Regions from separate parts of the Zea mays genome. Here all the other regions are linked to region 1. Evidence: chromatin contacts called from public Hi-C data. All regions are on one chromosome and are shown on one strand. Each heading gives the region's core, a stretch centred on a gene start, on an enhancer-like site or on the middle of the called end of the contact. The rest is flanking DNA. Distances are from core to core; before and after follow the strand shown. Region 1 holds the start of LOC542732 (calreticulin 2). Region 2 holds the start of LOC100283613 (SEC13-related protein). Region 3 has its middle 48 kb from the start of LOC100283613.

The links. Hi-C and Micro-C count contacts between places; a contact is called where the count stands out from the background.
Region 2: a contact with region 1 is called in a Hi-C map of leaf, with 8 times the contacts expected there. The contact joins the promoter of LOC100283613 here to the promoter of LOC542732 in region 1. A contact is called at or near these places in 5 of 25 Hi-C or Micro-C datasets (bundle sheath, ear, endosperm and 2 more).
Region 3: a Hi-C map of tassel shows a contact between it and region 1, with 4 times the contacts expected there. The contact joins the enhancer-like site here to the promoter of LOC542732 in region 1. A contact is called at or near these places in 3 of 25 Hi-C or Micro-C datasets (ear, leaf and tassel) and 1 of 3 datasets of contacts at active chromatin or transcription factors (leaf).

The regions. Positions count from the first base shown.
Region 1 is chr7:25,313,036-25,318,056 of Zm-B73-REFERENCE-NAM-5.0, forward strand. LOC542732 (calreticulin 2) reads right to left here and starts at 2,523. Exons shown (of 14, transcript NM_001309255.1): 1 at 2,326-2,523; 2 at 1,601-1,708; 3 at 1,332-1,527; 4 at 990-1,248; 5 at 846-902; 6 at 631-678; 7 at 462-548; 8 at 325-382; 9 at 88-155; 10 at 1-2. The coding sequence starts at 2,428.
Region 2 is chr7:25,634,366-25,639,386 of Zm-B73-REFERENCE-NAM-5.0, forward strand. It overlaps LOC100283613 (SEC13-related protein), which reads right to left and starts at 2,944. Exons shown (of 2, transcript NM_001156514.1): 1 at 2,651-2,944.
Region 3 is chr7:25,586,410-25,591,430 of Zm-B73-REFERENCE-NAM-5.0, forward strand. No RefSeq gene overlaps it. Among protein-coding and RNA genes, the nearest start is that of LOC100283613, 48 kb to the right of the region's middle. Within about 2 kb of position 2,377, at least 13 of the 20 cell types and tissues checked have an H3K27ac peak or open chromatin away from gene starts, as enhancers often do. A contact at or near this core is called in ear, leaf and tassel, where this site is marked.

The DNA of each region.
Region 1 (5,021 bases), core at 1,273-3,772:
ACCTGTACATAGAAAAACAAAAAAAGAGGCATAACTGTGATGTCCTTCTGAACAAGAGAGAGGAAGATCCGACTATCCAACACCGACCTGCCACAGCTCAATGCCAATGTACTTCAAGCTGTCGAAGGCGTAAATGTATGGATCATCCTTAAAATCTGTGATGCACAAGAATTAGATTCAGCACTAACATTCTACTCCCTCCTTTCTTTTTTATTTGTCGCGTTTTAGTTCAAAAATGAACTAGCGAGCCACAAATATTCGAGAAGGGACGTAGTAATAGCCAAACAGTAAGAAGATATAAGGATCCGTTTCAGGCAAACATACCTGGGTTGTCAATCATAGGTGCCTTCCATTTACCCTGGTAGTTCGGGTTCTTGATTTTCTGGCAAGTGAAACAACATGCTGTCAGATATCAGAATATGAATTGCTGTCAGTTTATAGGTTAAAAGGAACTGCCATACCTTTTGTTTCCATGGTCCCTTGTATTCTGGGTTGGGAATGGTAGGGGCAGTCCATTCACCATCTTCCTCATCGTCCCAGTCCTCAGGCTGCAATGGACATTTTAGAATTTATATACCCATGTTATTAATCATATGATAGAAACTACATAACAAATAACCACATAAGTACCTTCTTAGCATCAGGGTCAGGAATTTCCTTGGGAATATCATCATAGCCCTGGAAAATAATGGGAAAAAGGCAATGAGCTGTACTGTTCACCAAAATTAAGGAAACTAGTGACTTGCGTAATAGCAAATTTCTCATTAAATACTATACAATAGAAGCTCTTAAATTGTAGTCAGGTAAGAGACATAAGCTTAGGGCGCCAAGAAATAAAACACTACCTCTGGCTTCTTGTCCTCAGGGTCAGGAATGTACTCCTTGTCATCCCAGTCCTCAGGCTGCAATCAACACATAAACCTCAATTATCTCCAAACAGGTGCAAACAAAGAAATTGAAACACAATAATAAATATTAACTCTTCACACCTTCTTAGCCTCTGGGTCCTTGATTTTCTTAGGGGGAAGAATATCCCAGTGCTCGTAGATGCTGCCAGTTTGCTTATCTTCATTATCAATGAGAATGCTGTATGTTGCATCAGGACGGATGATCAAAGTGTAAACATGAGTCAACTGATCAGTCTCACAAGGCACATCCTTCTTGATCAAGTGGTTCTTGCCATCCTTGGTCAGGATAGTGTGAACCTTCTTGGTGCTGTACCCACAGATATCTGGTCCAAACATAATGCTGCAGTACAGAAGAATGAGGTTACAAGTACAAGATGAGATATGATAGGGAGAAGGAGCGCAACAATATTGTTCAAAGTCTACCTGTAAGATGTGTCTCCACCAAATTTCTTCTGGTCTACATCACCACCACCCAGCAACTTGACGTAGCCACCACCGCAGTCAAGCTTCTGCTCGTGCTTCACAGAGAACTGCAGCACCAGGGTCTTATCCTTGTTGCTGAACTCAGGGTATTCGGCTGAAATGGCATAGAACCTGTAATCCTCGGAGGTTTGAATACCTGCAACAAGAAACGTGTTGAGTAACTCATAAATAAACTGAAACCACCAATCTTCTGATGTTTTGGAATTTACCTTTGTCCTCGGCATCTCCATTCCATTTTCCCGAGGTGTGGTTCCATTCACCAGCCATGTTCTCATCCTTCTTCCACTCGGACTTGACCCACCGACTTTCCCAGCCATCTGGCCATCACAACAGTGCAAAATGTCATGAAGGGTAATGTCAAAATTACAAAATGCTTCGTGGTACAACAAAACTGACAGTCAGTATTGGAGATCCTATAATTCCTAATGTGAACCACCAGCTGGTCCAAACTTACTCTGGAGAACTGCACGACATGTTCCTAATCTAGGTGAAATAAACATCAACACATAATCCCAAATCAAAATACATTCAGGTCAAGGGTACAAATAGTATAAAATTTGATCGCCTCAGCAGAAATGCCATAAGATTCACCGCACTATACAGCCGAATATGAATGCTGACCAAAGGCAACACTATTCGAACAGATTACCCAAACTACCGCACGAAAATTCACAACCGCAGGATCCATGCATACGGAGATAACTGAAGTACCGAACACCATATATACATGCCACTAGATCTTACGAGCAAATCACGACCACCGTCACACACCTACACACTGTTAAATCGCATGAACGAGCCAAAAACCCACTGGTCCGACGAAATTAATGCCTAACATTTCACACGCACTGCATTCGGGCGGTCGGGCCAAGACATAGGGCGCATCGCAACAGACCAGATCGCACTGTTCGAGTGGTGGGATCAAGGGAATCACCTTCGAACTTCTCCTGGAAGAAGACCTCCCCTGCAACGGCGGCGACAGAGGCGAGCGCGAGAAGTGCCGCGACGGCGTACGAAGACCCCTTGCGGATCGCCATACCGGCGAAGCCCGATGGAAACTTATGGAAGCTTCCGATCCGATCTGAACCCCCCAGGTCGTGTTCTATCGGTCACTGCGGAGAGCGAGCGGGGCTGCTTAAAAGGAGCAGGGGGTGTGGGTGGGTTTACGGTTTCCACTCACCTGCATGGTGGGCTCACCGCAAGTGCTTGTCTCCCTGACGGCTGGGTCCAATGAAGGTGAGCGTAAGGGTTGCTGCCACAGTGGCGGGTGTGGGCCATAGCGTCGGGCCAATGGAAGGCTAGCTTCCGATGGTCCGGCCAGTCGGGAATTGACGCGTGGCGAATTCGACGTGTTTGGGAGGTTTCCGGAGGAGCGGGTAGGTCATCCTTGCGTGAAGGGAGGTAGAAATAATAAAATTAGGTTGGTTCCAGGCTTCTAGCCTCCCTCTATAGGCATGTAACACCTAGGGCGTAATGGGATTAGACGGATATTACAGGTTTCTTATTTAGGGGTGTTGAATGAACCATAATTAATAATTAGTTGACTAAAAATTTGTTGTGGAATTAGTAGCTAATAAATAGCTACCTAAGAGCATCTCTAAAAGATAAGCTAAATAGCTTGTCAAACTAAATTTTAGCTATTTAGGGGTGTTTGGTTACCCAAACTAAACTTTAGCCCCTATCACATCGAATGTTTGAACCTCCGTTCCGGGTATTAAATGTAGTCGGATTATAAAACTAATTTGTCAGCCGAAGATTAAAAGACGAGACGAATCTAGTCCAGTTAGTTGGGTCTATATTTCATACTCCTATTTAAAAGTCAAACGCTTGATGTGACCCGGGCTAAACTTTAGCAGGGGCAACCAAACACCCCCTTAATAGCAAAATAGCTCTCCAACAAACTATCCATTTAATTTGCCAAGTTATCCGGCTCTCTACATTGATTCTCACTGGCCAAATTTAGCTAGCAACTCTCGCTAGCCAAGCTAACCTACATGTTGGAGAGTCTATTGGAATAAGATGTTATATATAGAGTTTAATCTTTATGGAGGGACAAATAAAGAGTTAAATAGAGAGTCAAAAATAAAGAGTCTTTTGTAGATGCTCTAAGGAGATGTTTGAATGCACTAGAGCTAATAGCTAGTTAGCTAAAAAATTGCTAGTGGAATTAACTAGCTAACAAATGGCTGACTAACTATTAACTAATTTTACTAAAAATAACTAATAGTTGAAGGGGTGTTTGATGTTTATAGCTAATTTTAGCCACTAACTATTAGCTCTAGTGCATTCAAACACCCCCTAACTACTAACTAATTTACCAAAAATAGCTAATAGTTGAACTATTAGCTAGGGTGTTTGAATGTGTCAACTAGGGGTGTTTGAATGCACTACAACTAATAGTTAGTGGCTAAAATTAGTTGAGATTTTTGGTAAATTAGTTAATAGTTTGATAGTTATTTGTTAGCTAGCTAATTCCAGTAATAATTTTTAGCCAACAAATTATTAGTTCTAGTGCATTCAAACACTCCCTTTAGCCACTAACTATTAGTTCTAGTGCATTCAAACACACACTTATTTTATATTTTTTCTTAGGATTTAGATCTGATATAAATAATATCAAGTTTTGTTGGATACAATTTAAATGGATATTAATATCTTAAATATCTAAATTTGAAAATACGGATATGAATAAAAAACGGATACTGAGTGTCCAACTCGATATGGATAAGATCTCAGCTCTCTTAGACAGATCAAATTTGAATATGGACAGATAATATCTGTGTCATTTACATTTCTAACTAACATCATATTAGACTATCTCCAGTAGCTTACACATATCTTTATTCAAACTCCACCCTACCAACATTACAGTCTATAGTTGTCGGGGACCATAATTAGGGGTACCCCTAGGACTCCTAATCTCAGCTGGTAACCCCCATCAGCACAAAGCTGCAAAGGCCTGATGGGCGCGATTAAGGTCAAGGCTCAGTCCTCTCAAGGGACACGATCTCGCCTCGCCCGAGCCTAGCCTCGGGTAAAGGCAGCCGACCCCAGAGGATTCACGTCTCGCCCGAGGGCCCCCTCAAGCAACGGACACACCTTCGGCTCGCCCGAGGCCCAGTCTTCGCAGAGAAGCAACCTTGGCCAGATCGCCACGCCAACCGACCGTATCGCAAGAACATTTAATGCAAGGATCGCCTGACACCTTATCCTGACGCGCGCTCTTCAGTCGACAGAGCCGAAGTGACCGCAGTCACTTCGCCGCTCCACTGACTGACCTGACAAGAAAACAGCGCCGCCTGCGTCGCTCCGACTGCTGTGCCACTCGACAGAGTGAGGTTGACAGCAGCTAAGTCCAGCCTCGGGCGCCATAGGAAGCTCCGCCTCGCCCGACCCCAGGGCTCGGCCCCCGTCTCGGCCTCGGAAGATGGACTTCGCCTCGCCCGACCCCAGGGCTCGGACTCAAACCACAACTCGGAAGACGGTCTCCGCCTCGCCCGACCCCAGGGCTCGGGCTCAACCTCGACGCTGGACGACGAACTCCGCCTTGCCCGACCCCAGGGCTCGGACACAGCCTCGGCCTCGGAAGACGGTCTCTGCCTCGCCCGACCCGGGGCTCGGACTCGACCT
Region 2 (5,021 bases), core at 1,694-4,193, 320 kb after region 1:
CAATACAAATGAGCAGCTTTTTTGGAATAAGTAATCTACTATAAGCTAGCCTCATACAGAATATGTAGAGGTAGCATGGGATCAAGAAGTAGTGCCCTGATGAGCAAAAATAGGACTAAGAGTCCTCGCACAGTTGAACATCTATGTAGAGATAGCATGGGATCAAGAAGTGGTGCCCTGATGAGTAAAAATAGGACTACAGTCCTTGCACAGTTGAACAACAAAATATCAAACATTAAGCATATTTCTCACATATGCAGGGCAACACAGGAGGGCAGACCCAGTGCCGAAGGCTCCAACATCACCTTGCTCTTTCCTACAAAATCCATATTGTCTTTCCCGGGAAACCAAGCATGGTAAATTGAGACCCCAAGCAAGAAGCAATGAAAACAAACACGTCACAATTTCAAGATCATTGTCCAGCCTACTTAAAGCAAATTTACAGAAATAAAGTTACAAGCATAATTGTCCTAGTTTTTACCGCAAGGGATATTCATCTCAAATACATATTTTCAAGTTCAGAAATCGTACAGCATAAGCTCAAACCAGGCGAATGGATAGGGGGTCTGAGTAGCACTACACAGGTCCTGTGTTTGACTCCTCACGGGAGTAAATTTCAGGCTAAGGTTAAAAATATCCCCTACTTTGTCCCATACTCCCATGACAAACAGGCCCAAGGCCCGGCCCTAGTCGCAGTCATTCTCACATGGGCTATGGTGCCGTTGTGTATGGGTGGACCAGGTGCCCAGGGGTTGTCTTACCCCCTACAGGTTAAGTTTTTTTAAGCTCAAACAAGTACATTTATGCTTGTGTGCAACATTTGAGATGCTCATGTAGAGTTTTGACATCTTGTGCTGACTTCTTTTGTCTAAAAGTTCTTAAAATATTCAGACCTCCCAATGAACAACGTACTATGAAATAGCGAGTACCTACATGAGTGATATATGACTACCAAGCTTTGCCATTTTACAACCACTAAATCAACAATCCTGAAACATAAAACAACAACAATAAAGTCTTTTAGTCCCAAGCAAGTCGGGTAAGCTAAAGTTGAAACCCAGTAGAAACCACAAGTCAAGGTTCAAGCACATGGATAGCTGTTTCCCATGCACTCCTATTCAAGGCTAAATCTTTAAGTATATTCCATTACTTTAAGTCTCCTTTAAAGCATCTTCTCATGTCAACTTCGACCTTCCCTACCTCTCTTCTCATTGCTATCACGCATTAGGATCCCACTACGTACTAGTGCCTCTAGAGATCTCCGTTAGACATGTCCAAACCATCTCAACCGGTGTTTGATAATCCTGACACATGATTCAAAAATATTTATATGGCAACCAGCTGTTATGTTCGACCCTAGTTCAATGCCAGAAGTTAGCATTTGTGTCAGTATTCTGAACAGTTTGCTCTAGCTCTATTCAGTCACTCAGACTTCCATTTAGAAAGCTACAGAGCAAGCCATCAACCCATCTTACCTCTTCACCGATTTCAATCCGGAGCATTGAGCAGCCATCCAACAGCCCCATTTTAACTCATGTCTTTATCAGTGCCTAAGTGTGCTTTCATGTAATTTTCCTGCTTCTAATTCTTGCTTAAGGCTTGTGTTAAATTAATGATCTATCTTGTATACCAGGACCTGATCAGCACCCTCAAGACCTCATGTAGAAGTAGATGAGATAAACTCTTGAAAAACCTTGATAGAGTTAGTAGTACCTAAGGAGTAGTCATGAATGGACCTGTAAGTGGGTGAATCCTCAGTTATCAGTAAAACTGGCTACTACTCACGCATCGATTTTTTCCCCTCTGTGCTTCATCATTCCTCTTTTCGACAAAAATTGCTTTATGCCTCACAATTCGGAGAAATTTAAGATTTTGGGACCCAATTCGCATGCCTTTCAAGATTTGACACTCTGGCCACATGTCAATGACCCCACATGTCACTGTGATAGGGGTGTCAAATCTCGAAAGGCATGCAAATTGAGTCCTAAATATCAAAATCTCTCCACAATTCGGGACTATGTGTGCAAGTTACTATATTTGAGAGTCGGTGGACTTTGGCATATTTTCCTCTTCATTCAGAGACTCATGTTTCTTCAGGAAACAATAACTCGTGTTTATAATGTCGTGCAATACGAAACAGGTTCCAGGTCAAGGGAACTCGAGATCCGCTGGTATAGCAGGATGCTGAGGGTCAACACCGAGGATGAGGGAGCGTGGAGGATGTGGGAAATCAACAGAGGGAGATTCACGAATGCCAGGGAGGGCGCCACCGCGGAGATCCAGATGCGGTCGCCCCTTCTTGTCGCAAGGATGATCCCGTCCTTCCGTGACTCCGATCCAAATACCGTGCCGTCAACCGAACGCACGCAAAGCCACTGAAGCGCGACCGGATGGCGGATTCAACGTAGCGAACAGGATTTCAGCCCACCCCCCCCCCCCCCCCCCCCCCCCCCACAAATCCTGACAATTAAACCCACACCAGCACAAACAGAACGAATAATCCACAAAAGCGCAAACAGAGTGCTGAAGATCAGATCCGCCCCACCAGGTCACCAAACATAACGGTCCGGATATCTAGGGTTACGCAGCGGCCAGGAGATCCCACAGAACGAAACGAACAAGCAGTCGCGGAAAAATAGCGATTCCATACCAGCAGAAGGAGGCGAGGTCAGAACCCCGGATCTCCGCGGCTCGCCGGCACGCGGCGGGGGGAGGGGGACGCCAGAGGGTGCCTGAGACGAGGTGGATAGCTCTCCGCCGCTCCCCAGCACGGAGGAATGGTCCAGTGAGCGTTGGCGTGAGATGGGAGAGAGGTGGAGCCTGGAGCGGTGTCCGGATCGGGTGTTCGACGCGGAGGGTGCGGGTGTCCTACAAAGATGAGCGAGGTCTCGATCGGTCGGCTCGGTGGAATAATTGATTTCTTCCCAATGAAAAAGTTGTTTCCATGTTATAATAAGGAACAATTGGATATATACCATTAAAAGATCCAAACTTTAGATATATACCATGGACCCCACATGTCATTGACTCATGTGGACCCACATGTAAGTGAGATAGTAATGGTATGGATCCAAAGTGGTGATCTTTTAATGGTATCGAGATTGTGTAATAACAAAGTTGTAAAGAATTTCTTTTCCTTATATGACTTGTTTCTACCCACTACCACATGTGAACAAACACCTTTAATAAAAAGGATTAAGAGCCAAATACACCTAAATAATCTATGGATCATGCTTGTGCTTATTTGTTTATGTATTTGTCTATTAAGGTAATGATATTAGAAATAAACAAATGGTGAAATAGACATTTAAACCTAAAGTTGAGAATTTAAAATGAGGAGAAAAGAGAAGAAAATACTATACAAATAAGATAAAATAAATATTTAAATGAATTAAATTCGGTTCATATTGTTATGAAAATATAGACATTTAACCTAAGTATGAACTTCACAAATATAAATTCAAATTTAAAATCTAAATTTGAAATAGAGAAGAAAAACAAGGGAAAAGAAAATAAGAAATAAAAGAAATGGGGGAAACCTAATTGGGCCCCGGACTACGCTTTTGGCCCGGTTGGGAATCATCATCATGCGGCCCACTTGACTCCCCTTCGCGCGATCCGGCATCCGCCTAACGCTGACACCCCGGACCCACATGGCATTCTCCCATTCCACAAACTCCGTGCGATCGTGCAGACGCTGCCAGGTGGGCCAGTGCCGTCTGTGACCGCTCCACCTGATCGTCGACAATGGCGTGATTGCGGCACGGACGTGCGAGCTGTTGCTCAAATCCCGGAGCACTATGCGCCTATTTGTGGCACCAGAGTTCTCGGGTGACCCTCCTCCATATCTGTAACCTACATCATGCAGTCGCGGACACGATTAGTTAGGCGTACCCCTTCAGGATCGCGCCATAGAGACCGTTAAGACCGAATCCGAGCGTCGATCGTTGTTCGCGTGCCATAAAATCCTAACCGTCGATCTGGGGACAGACGGATGGATCAGACCTTGTGATCCAATCCACGGCTCGACTGTGGGCTGTTGGATCAGATCCAAGGGTTCCTGTAGAGTACCGGTTGAAGCGCCCCAATCCTCTAGGACTCAAATGTGTAACAATTACTAGTCCCAGGAGCCTAGTAAACACATTTATACATCAGATGATTCCAGATCTGCTTAAACGAGACAAACCTATAAAGGTGGCGATCAACTTTAAGAGTTGGTCCACAACTCGGGACATATCATCAAAGTGGGGCTGAAGTAACCCGATATACGCAGCGAAGCAAATCAGCGGTCCAACAGCCACAAGCAAGGTTGGGAACAGGCGTAACTTTTACCCGATCAGCGATCTCCTTCTCTGAAAAACAACAAATAAGCAAGGGTGAGTACTTACGTACTCAGCAGCCCACCTTCACCCGCGAAATGGGGAAATCAGATATAATGCATGGAATATGTGGAGCTCAGGATATTTTGCAGAAAGAGCAATATTTGATGCAGGGTTATTTTGTAAAACATTTTGTATTTTTCAAAGCGCATCCTTTCCCAAAGGAGCAGGAAGTTTTTCAATGTAGAACAAAATCCCCTGGACTAAACCATCCAGGTATCTCAGCAGTTTCCCACTGGTTTTCATTTTCAAAAACAACTACTGGACTTCCCGTCCACCATAGCTCACGGCTCGACTGTCGGACCTTTTAAAACCACTTTTCAAAAGCATTTTTGTAAAACGAAACACTAATTGTCAAATATGAAAGGGAAATGTACCCTTGGGACATTTCTATAAGATTTTGGTGATTAAGTGCTCCACACAAATGCTTTGAGTAATATTTGTGCCAAAGACTCAAGAAGTGCAAATCAAGAGTAAAGGTATGTTTCTAAGACTTAGTACATTGTTTTGGAGACTAATGTATTGTGTCTAAGTGCTAGAAACAAGAAAAGACCAATTTGGAAAAGACTTGGCTGAGCAGCCAAGACTCTGCGCAGTCTGGGTGCACCGGACTGTCCGGTGGTGCACCAGACAGTGTCCGGT
Region 3 (5,021 bases), core at 1,127-3,626, 270 kb after region 1:
TTATCCACTACTATAAGCAGGTGGGTGCAGCCCATGGGTGCTTTCGAAGGGCTCGACCAAGTCCTACCCCCAAACCGCAAACAGCTAGGGGATGGGTATGGTCTGGATAGCTTGAGTCGGCATATGCGTTTGCCACACGTAGTACTGGCAGCCCTCACAGGTACGAACGACTTGTTCGGCGTCGATCATGGCCATTGGCCAATAGAATCCTTGTGTGAATGCCTTGCCGACGAGCAAGTGTGGGGCTGCATGGTGCCCACACGTTCCTCCGCGCACTTCGGCAAGCAATTGTCACCCCTCTTCGAACGTGATGCATTTTTGCTTGATGCCAGAGGCACTCTTCTTATAGAGCATTCCGTCAATAATCACGAAGGATTTTGCTTTGCGAGAGAGAATCCTAGCCTCGGTTGTGTCTTTAGGTAGTGCTCAGTCTGATAATCGGTTGATAAGGGGTTGGTGCCAATCCTATCGGTCGATCGTTGCGACCAACTCGCCAATGTGAGCTACCGAGGTGGCCTAGCCGTCTATTTCCTTGCCGCTCCCAACTTCGTCTATTTGATTTTTACTTATGGTTCGTAGAGTTTGAACACAAAGACTCCAACTAGGACGGGTTTCCGCCCGACGCTATGGTTGAGAGCTCATCGGCCTCGGCGTTGAAACGTCTATAACTGTGGTGCAGTTCGAAACCTTTGAACTTCTCCAGCTTTCGTACCTCACCGTAGTATGCACACATTATTGGGTCGTGTGGTTCCATTGCCTTCATGACCTAGTCGACAACCAACTTAGAGACGCCCCTAACCAGGAGCCATCTTGCCCCTACCTCGACCGCGATCCAGAGCCCATTGACGAGGGCCTCGTATTCAGTGACATTGTTGGTGGAGTCAAAGTAGAGACAAATGGCATAACAGAGCTTGTGTCCTTGAGGCGACATGAGGACGACTCTCGCACCGCTTTGGTCTTGAGGTAGGACCCATCAAAATACATGGTCCAGTATTCTGGGTCCTCTACCGGTGGTGGTTCATGTGCCTTCATCCATTCTGCGACAAAGTTAGCAAGGGTATGAGACTTGACTGTGGTTCTAGCGACGTATATGATGTCCAGCCTGTTGAGATCAAGGGACCACTTTCCATTGTGTTACAACGCATCCCGATTTCGGATGATCTCGCCAAGGGGCGTCGTGGACACCACCGACACAGGGTGTCGATCGAAGTAGTGGATCAAGTTCTGCTTGGCGATGAGGACCGCATTGAGCAACTTCTAGATCCGAGGGTATCGTGTCTTGGACTCTGTTAATACCTCGCTGACATGGTAAACATGCCTCTATACCTTGAGTACATGTCCCTCGCTTTCCCTTTCCACCATTAGTGCAGCGCTGGCCACCTAGGTGGTGGCCACAATGTAAAGGAGGAGGGTTTCGTTGGGATCGGGCGCTACTAAAACCGGCGGCGAGGTGAGGAACACCTTCATCCGATTGAGGGTCTCCTGGGCTTCGACCGTCCAAGAAAAATGGTCGCTTTTCCTCAAGAGCTTGTAAAGGGGCATCCCTTTCCCCCTAGTCTCGACACAAACCAGCTGAGCGCGCACGACACACCCAACCAGTCGTTGTACCCGCTTGAGGTTATGGATGGGGCCCATGCGTTGGATGACCTCTATTTTTTCTTGATTAGCTTCGATCCCTTGATCCGACACCATGAAGCCTAGGTGGGGATTCCTTTCTATAAATTCCCTTCATTTTCCTGATCACCAAACTAGCTCTAAAAAGCAACGATCAAGCTTATAATCTGCCGTTTTGGTAGTTAGCTGGGAGAGATGTGGTGCTGTCAGAGGCGAACCTACGTTGATACGAGTGACTTGCCCCGCTCATTTCTCTGTTGTAAGTAGTAATGTTTAGATTTTTATTATGAAGTATCCTGCTCAGACTAACTTAGATGCCCCTCCTTTAGTATTTTAGCGCTCATTCTTACAAGTATGCTACTATGGCTTCACTCCTATTTTTTCCTGGGTCCGCCCTTGCACGTGCTGTTGCTAATAAATAAATAAACTCAGAGCGCACCGGCATAAAACCGGAGACGGACCCCATCCCCAACGTGGAAGTGCTCGCTCCACGGCTGAAGTGGTCGCCAAAGTGGGCACGACGCCGGACCATTTCGTCTTTTTATCTGTAAGCTCTGTTGTCTTCTGGTCGCTGGATCAGTCGATCTGAACCGCCACATCTGGTTGATGGAGGCGGCACGTACCAAGGCTTGCCTCTCGTCATCGTAGAGCTCGTCCATGTGGTTGCCTTTGCCGCTGCTGCCTGCCGGACAGGACACACAAGACTTGACTTCCTGGACGTGCACACCACCGGAGACCGGACCCTGGTGCAGGGACGTGAGCGAGATGGGTCAGAGTCAGAGGCGGTATTCAGTCGGGGCCAAGTCGGGTCGATCACGATTCACGAAGCACATGTCCTGCTTCAGCTTTCACCTTCAGCAGCGCAAGTTTTTTACCGCCCATGGATGTTCGTTGCTGACTGACGGCTTGCTGCAGCACTACGGATGGGAATGGGCTGGCGGCTTGCTGCACCACGGATGGGAATGGGCCGGATCCGGCACTCCCAATTTTTAAGGATACTAATATAATACATGTATATAAATTATTCCATAAAATACTAATATATAACCTGTTTTAGAAAATACGCCTCATCTTCCTTAAGCATCAACTGTGTTTAATAAAAATATAACACACACTAATAAAAATTATAAGAGATAAATATATGTGGATTGCTTATTTTTCTTTCCCCTCCTAATAATTAGCTTCTTTCCTTTTTTGAATAATTTGTGGTATAATATATGGATAAACACTAATATAAAGGGCAAAGGTTGTGGGGTCGAAGGGGAGGAGGAAGGTATGACACATGGGCTGATCAGAGTGATTGTGTCGGCCCGTGTCTGTACCCCATGATCGGGGGTACCCACTGCTACCGTGTCAAGATAAATGATCACGTGGGTAGCTCTAACAGTGTGCTAAAAGAACTGAGCAGGCCGACCACCGTAGGACCGGTTCCACCTGATAAGGGTATGCTAAGTGATTACGTCTACGGGTCCAGACCCCATGGGTAAGGCCCGGACCCCCGCACGCTCCATCCGGGTCACCTAGGACGGGTCCTCGGTGCACACGTGTAATTAGACCTCCTTACGTACCTTCTGGACCCCGTGGGGTGCATGCCGAGAACCTACGGCCAGGCTGCGTCCTTGGTGCAAGCCCTTCGTCCATGTAGGGGTCCGGTGCCGCCATGTGGCCTCAGGGCACGTGGCACAAGTTTTCGGCTGGAAGCAAGCCTCCTGTCTGCACGCCCACTACCCTCATTTACTGTGGGGCGACCGTGGCGTGCTCCGTCGCATGCAGAACATGGCATGCGTCTGACAGGTCATGCAGACTAACAAGTAACAAGACTTCTCCACACGTTACCGAGGCTCAGAGCGACACATTTAATGTCCGCTCAGGATAACACAGGTTATCGAGGCAGTTATCTCGGTTGTGTCGGAAATGGCATCATGAGGCGACGCGCACTGCTGTCTGCTGCAGTGTGGGATGGAGGTGATAGCACGATGATATCTCCTGCATGTGCTAGTGTATCCAGACCGACGGCGTTAGCACACCAGGAACATCCCGCTATGGGCCCAAACCAGCAAACAGCATGACGGACCGATTGTGTCGGCCCGTGTCGGTACCCCATGATCGGGATACTCACTGTTAATGTGTCAAGATAAATGATGATGCGGGTAACTTTAATCGTATACTAAAAGAACTGAGCAGGCCAGGACTGGTTCCACCTGATAAGGGTATGCTTAGTGATTACATATACGGGTCTGAATCTCATGGGTAAGGCCCGGACCCCCGCACGCTCCATCCGGATCACCCAGGACGGGTCCTCGGTGAGCACGTGTAATCGGACCTCCTTACGTACCTTCCGAACCCCGTGGGGGCAGGCCCAAAACCTACGGCCAAGCTGTGTCCTTGGCGCAAGCCCTCCACCCAGGTAGGAGTCCAGTGCCACCACATACCCTCAGGGCATGTGGCACAAGCCGTCGGCTAGAAGCAAGCCTCCTGTCTGCAGACCCACTACCCTCATTTACTATGGGGCAACCGTGGCGTTCTCTATCGCATGCAGAACATGACATGCGTCTGACAGGTCGTGCATACTAACAAGACTGCTTCGCGCGTTACCGAGGCACACAACGATGCATTTAATGCCCGCTTAGGATAACACGGTTATCGAGGCAGTTATGTCAGTTGTGTGGGCAATGGCATCATGGGGCGACGCGTCTGCTACAGTGTAGGATGGAGGTGACAGCACAAAGATATCACATTAACTCCTGCGTGCGTCAGCGTATCCAACCCGACGATGTCAGCACACCAAGAACATCCTGCTACGGGCCTGTTGACACCTTTTTGGAGGCGCCAATTACTCAAGAGAACCAGCGGCGGTGCTCTCTGGTCAGGCACGGACGGTCCGCGGCCCAAGGCCGGACGGTCCGCGACCTGGCGTGAGGCGGCGGTGCTCTCTGGTCAGGCGCGGACGGTCCGCGGCGCAGGGCCGGACGGTCCGTGACCTGGTGCAGGAGCTCGGTTTCCCTGCCTGACGGCCGGACGGTCCGCGCCCTAGGGCCGGACGGTCCGCGCGTGCGCAGGGGCGGCGGAAGATCGCCGGCGGCGCCTGGATCTCGCTCCCGGGAGGGACCCCGTCGGGGAGGAGAGATCCTAGGTGGTGTCTAGGCTCGGGTAGACCGACCTAAACTCCTCTAATCGACGTAGAGTCGAGTAGAGGCGGAGAATTTGGGGATTGGAAGGCTAAACTAGGGCTAAACTAGAACTACTCCTAGGATAAAATGCGAATAAAAGTTGTATTGATTCGATTGTTGATGATTACAAATCGGCCGTAGACCTCTCTATTTATAGAGGAGGGGGCTGGACCCTTTACACAACTGATTCCGAGCTAATCCCGCGAATATAGCTAACAACCGTAGCACAAAACTCGG